Linked DNA regions of Macaca mulatta: region 1 is linked to region 2. The links are chromatin contacts, called in public Hi-C maps. All regions are on one chromosome and are shown on one strand. The core of a region is the stretch at or near the end of the contact, and the rest is flanking DNA. Distances in the headings are between cores, read along the strand shown.

The links. A called contact is a pair of places that touch in the nucleus more often than the background predicts.
Region 1: a contact with region 2 is called in a Hi-C map of fetal cortical plate, with 2.4 times the contacts expected there. The contact joins the promoter of HDAC7 here to the promoter of RPAP3 in region 2. A contact is called at or near these places in 4 of 14 Hi-C or Micro-C datasets (cortical neurons, fetal cortex germinal zone, fetal cortical plate and 1 more).

What each region holds. Positions count from the first base shown.
Region 1 is chr11:54,919,272-54,921,971 of T2T-MMU8v2.0, forward strand. It overlaps HDAC7 (histone deacetylase 7), which reads right to left and starts at 1,289. Exons shown (of 25, transcript XM_077953943.1): 1 at 1,131-1,289. The coding sequence starts at 1,281.
Region 2 is chr11:54,803,587-54,806,286 of T2T-MMU8v2.0, forward strand. It overlaps RPAP3 (RNA polymerase II associated protein 3), which reads right to left and starts at 1,368. Exons shown (of 17, transcript NM_001257451.1): 1 at 1,347-1,368. LOC144332827 (a long non-coding RNA gene) reads left to right here and starts at 1,496. Exons shown (of 3, transcript XR_013400975.1): 1 at 1,496-1,537.

The sequences.
Region 1 (2,700 bases), core at 39-2,538, 120 kb after region 2:
GTTCGTCCTCCCCGGGAACAGGGGTGATGGGACGTGGGGCCCGCGCACCGGCGGCCGGGGCCTCCAACTCCCTCCCTCGGGCCTGTTGCTGCCCCGGGGCGGGCGGATGTGGGCGCCCCGCGGGAGGCCCGAGCCCTCTGGCCCCCGGAACCAGCCGCGACCCGGAGCCTGCCAGAGCCCCGCGGAGCCGGGCGGGACGGGCGCGGTCGGGGGGTGCACGCCGGGCTGGGCCCGCGGGGCCGGCCGGAGCCCGAGCCGGAGCCGGAGCCGGGGCCGGAGGCCGAGCCTGGGCGGGCGGCGCTGGGTGCCGCGCGCAGGGCGGGGCGGGGGGCGGCCGCCCAGTACTCACCAGCGCCGGGGCTGTGCATCCAGGGGCCGGGGCCCTCAGAGCGGGGGGCTCATGGCGGGGCGGGGGGCTGGGGCACCGGCCTCACATCCCCCCAGTCGCCGGAGGCTGCAGAGCGACTGTGAGACGGCGAGAGGAAGGGAGGGGGCCGAGAGGGGGAGGGCCCTGGCAGCCCGGCCGGCCGGGTAGGATGACAATGGAAGGAAATGCTTTATCTGAGTCTGAGAGCGGGCCAAGGGGGAGGGGAGGGAGGGGGCAGGCGCTCGCGGCCCTGGGACACACCACGCCGGCAGACGCTGCACCGGGCGGCGCACAGGCGGGCCGCAGACACCACGCGCGGCCGGATCGCGGCGGGGTGCGGCGCACGGCCAGAGAGGCAGCGCTGAACCCGGAACGCCGACCGCGGCCCCGAGCCCGAGCCGCCGCGAGGCGCTCCGTGCAGTGCACAATTCCCGGAAACCCAGCTACCTGGGCGCACGCACCCTCGCATACACAGCGTACACGAGCACGCATCCATGTTTACAAGGGGCAGAATCATTTACACAGCACACACTGGGGCTTCGGGGTGGACCCCCGTGCACACATTACATACCGGTACAGCCCACAAGCACGCGGGCACAGTGGGACACGCGTGGAGTCCCACGTCCCATACAAGGAATCCCAGACGAACACCCCCCACCACACACACACACACACATAAGCACGACTTGCCTCAGGAAAGTTCCAGGATCTGATTTGAATCACTGCCCAGCCCTCCCCCACTGGCACCCCCCCACACACACACCATGCCTGCTGAGGGGAACGGAAGGGTCCAGCCTGTTCCTATTAAAAGAAAAAGGGTGTGGGGGTGGTGCAGATTTTGAAAGTTTTCTTTTTTTAAAGAAATTTCTCAAGGGATTTCCTTCCCTCCTCTCCTCTTCCTCTCTTCCTCCCATTCCTCTCCCTCCACAACCCCCCTCTTTCCCCCTCCCAGTCCCTATGAGTCAAACTTCAGCAATGTGCCCAGTGTCCCCCAGTGCATTACAGCGGATCACAGAAATGTTCCAGTCTGTGAGTCGGAATGCAGCCGCCTCCAGCCCTCCCTCAGCTAATAAACTCAGCTCAGGGCCGGCTTTAGGCAGTGGCCCTCCCTGCCTCTCCCTCCTCTTTTAGTTGGAGAGAAGGTCAGATTCAGGGGTCAGGGGTCGGGGTTAAGGACCTCGCCATTGTGCTTCCTGGGGTAGCTGGTCAACCATGTCTGCCTCCAGCAATCTGGAGCTGCTCCTAGGAAGAGGAGAGGTCCACCACGCAGGAACACTGGGCTCTCTGCAGCATGAGGCGCCACCACTGCAAACCAAGGAGCAGCTTCCCCTGACCCCATCCTATCTCCCACAATCCTAAGAAACCCCAAGAATCCAGAGAAGGAGAAATTGAGGCAGCCCCAGAGGTGGAGTCAGGTCTGATCGGAAGCAGGAGCCCACAGTGGCCTAGGAGGGCTTGGCCATGCTGGTCGTGAACTTCAAACCGTAGATTCTATTCTGTTCCCTCAGGCACAGCTCAGGACTCACTATCTGTTGCTACCAGCATATTCAGCATGGGACTTCTTGCTTCATCCCCTTTCCTTGTCCCAGTTCTCCGTCGACAGGCAGATCCAACCCTTCTGCGCTTGTTAACTTATCCTCCCAAATGCCTTTCCTGGCATTCAAGCCCTACTACAACATGGCACCAGACTCCATACACATCCCTGCCCAGTGCCTCCTGGTACTTCGGGCTCAGTAGTGTTAGTCGCTATTATTACTATCATTATTTCCACCAGACTGGGCTGCTAGCTGCTTCCCATCATGTCCTCACGCTTCCGCACTCCCTTGCCTTCGCTCATCATGCTCCCTCCAAAATAAATGTCCTCCCCAGCCCCTTTCTCCTTCTGTTGAAATCTTTCCAATCCTCAAGACCCACTCCCTATCTAGTGGGAGGGAGGGAGGGAGCGAGGAAGGGAGGGAAGGAAGGAAGGACTGGAAGAAAAAGAAAGTGACTGTACCACTTTCTCCAGGAGGCTTTCCCAGATTCCCATAGCCAAGAGGGATTCTTCCCTGAACTGTGTGGTCTTTATACATTGACCTTCACCCACCTCGTCTACTTGTATCAACTGCCTTCCTTCCAAGAGCATTCAAGAGTGGATATCCATGAGTCCAGCTACTGCCTTAGTCATGGGTGCATTTCTTGCAGTGTCTTGCACAGAATTCAAACTTGATGTGAGTTATTTGTCCAATTGGGACAGATGTTCATGACTTTTAAGAACCTTCTCCAGGCTGGGCGCGGTGGCTCAAGCCTGTAATCCCAGCACTTTGGGAGGCCAAGACGGGCAGATCACGAGG
Region 2 (2,700 bases), core at 118-2,617:
ACCTCAAGTGATCCGCCCATCTCAGCCTTCCAAAGTGCTGGGATTACAGGCGTGAGACACCACGCCTGACCTCTATTCAGAGTTTCATTGAGATTTTTTTTAAAGGGCGGAAGGCCAACCGCTGTGGCTCATGCCTGTAATCCCGGCACTTTGGGAGGCAAAGGTTGGGGGGCGGGGGAATAGCTTGTGCTCAAGAGTTCGAGATCAGCCTGGGCAACACTTCGAGATCCCCGTCTCTACCAAAAATATAAAAATCAGCCAGGTGTGGTGGCGGGTGCCTATAGTTCCAGCTACTCAGGAGGCTGAGGTGGGAGGATCGGAAGATGGAGGCTACAGTGGGCGGTGATGGCCTCAGAGCACTCCAGCCTTGGACAAAAAAAAAAAAAAAAAAGGAGGGGGGAATGAAATGAGTTAAGCAAATGAAATTAGAGTACATTTGCCTTTGATAATGTAAGACTTGTTCTTGAGCACAGTCTGGGGGAAGAGGAACAAAGTAAAAGATACAGGAAAAAGGATGAGTGATGGGGCAAAGTCTCCAAAAAGGTGGAAGAAGATTCAAAGCTTGAGGGAGAGGGGAGAGAAGGTGGGAGGGAGGTAGACGGAATTAGAAAAATATTTGTTTAGGACAGTGAAAAATACCTCACTAAGAAGGGACAGCTGCAGATGCAGATAGGTCTTCTGACCCGTAGCCTCAACAACTAAATTAGGTTTAAGCTTCTTTCAGGCAGTGTCCATGTTGGATCATACATGTACATCTCATTCAAAACCAAAACTGGTACAACGCTTTGTCGGGGACTCAAATAAATGAATAAAAGCGCAACAAGTCAGTCAGATACTGACGGGTGCTAGATGCTTTTCCATTTCACCCATCACCGCTGCTGCTCGAGCAGACCCAAAAACTCTCCCAGGGACCCTGCGATGGGGCAGGGGTGCGAGCCAGCAATCAGAAACTTCCAGCGCTTGGGGTATCACTTTCACACGCGCTGTCCGGGCGAACGCCGCACACCCACGCCGCAAGGGGGCGGGTCCCACCGCCGTCTTTGCGGGAGGGCGGCTCTGCCTTCCCGAGCACTGCAAATCGCCCAATACCCCGGGCAGCAGGGTGGAGGGTCCGTCCGCAAAGCAGAGTGCGTAGGCCCGTGTTGCCAGGGCGAGCCCCTCCGGGAACGCGCACCCCGGGACGCCGCTACCCTGGACACCGACGCGCCGCCTCAACGTGCGCCTCCACCGCTAGCCCTAGCCCGCTCCGCCTCACCGCTACCCATAACCGCTACCTCTCCTCCCACCGGCCACCCCAAGGATTTCCTACGCTGCTCCGGGCAGCGAGGACCGCAACGCCCGCTCACCTAACCAGGCCGTAACCCGCCGCACTGCAGCCCCGTCAGCCCCGCAGTGACTCACGCAGAGCCCCGCCTCCTGCGCTTTCCCACAAGTCCCCGCGGCCTCGCCCCGCCCCCTTTAGCCTGGGCTTGAGCGCGCGCAGGAAGTAAGCTTCGTGACTTCCTTCTCAGGATGGAACCAGCTTGGTGGCTTGAGGGTATGTAAAAGCAATATCTGAGCCTTCTGCCTCCTTCCAATATGACTAAACTTAATAGGGGATAACCCAAAAACTGCAGGATCATCCTGATTTTCTGATCTCCAAAACAATAAAACCTTGACTATTTCGTTGGACTCCCTTCAAACAGTTTAAACTCTAATATTTACCTTGCTAATGTCTAACGATTTGTCTGACCTTTGTGAGTATAACCATGTGAGAAAGTTACTGTTTTTCCACCATGAACAGACTACTGTCAACTGGTAATCCTGCTAATTTTAGGGTATTTTTGTTTTTCTTGAAGTACTGGTATTTGGCAAACTAGTCCTTCCGTCTAACTCCCTTGCATCTTTTGCAAGTAAACTCCTTTTCTGAGTGAATCTATCTCTGAGTCTGTCTTTGACATGTGCCAGTGTTACACTCTGTCTTTAGATATGCCCTGACTTATCAGAGAAAAAAGAACGAAACTTTTAACACTTTTTGCTTCTGCTTCCCGTGTGAGGGAGTCATCCTTGCAATGACAACTCTTAAACGAAAGCAAAACAAAAATAACTGCAGAAGTCCACAAAAGCAAACACAAACTAATGAAACTTTTCATTTAAAACAGGACTGTAACCTCAAATATTATTCTCAAAATCCAGATCGGTGGTTCTCAGTCTTGACTGAACTTTGGAATCACTTAGGGAGTGTATATATATATACATGTGAGTGTGTGTGTGTGTGTATATATATATACTGATTCCTGGTCCTATCCCAGAGATTCTGATGTAACTAGTCTTGAGTGAAGCCAATCAGAATTTTTTAAAGCATAGGATACAGCTGTGCATTTGAAGCTGGAAGCCACTAACCCAGGTGCTAATCAATGAAGAACTAGGCTGGGGTCCTTTCTTACAAGGTCATATCATTAGCACATCCTTCCCATTGTTTAATTATTGGTATCTTTGTATTTTAAAATCATGGTAGTCAAATCATTAAGTGTACATCAAAATATTTACTAATGAATTATTCTTTGGTTGTATTAGGGAGATAGAGGACTTTTTAAGAATTTTTTTGTTAAGTATTTAAAAACAAATATTGATTGATTGGTGTTTTTAACAAAAGCAACCACATTTGGTTTATTAATTCTGGCAGAGTTGATTGAGATGAGAGATAAGGGAGCTAGCTGG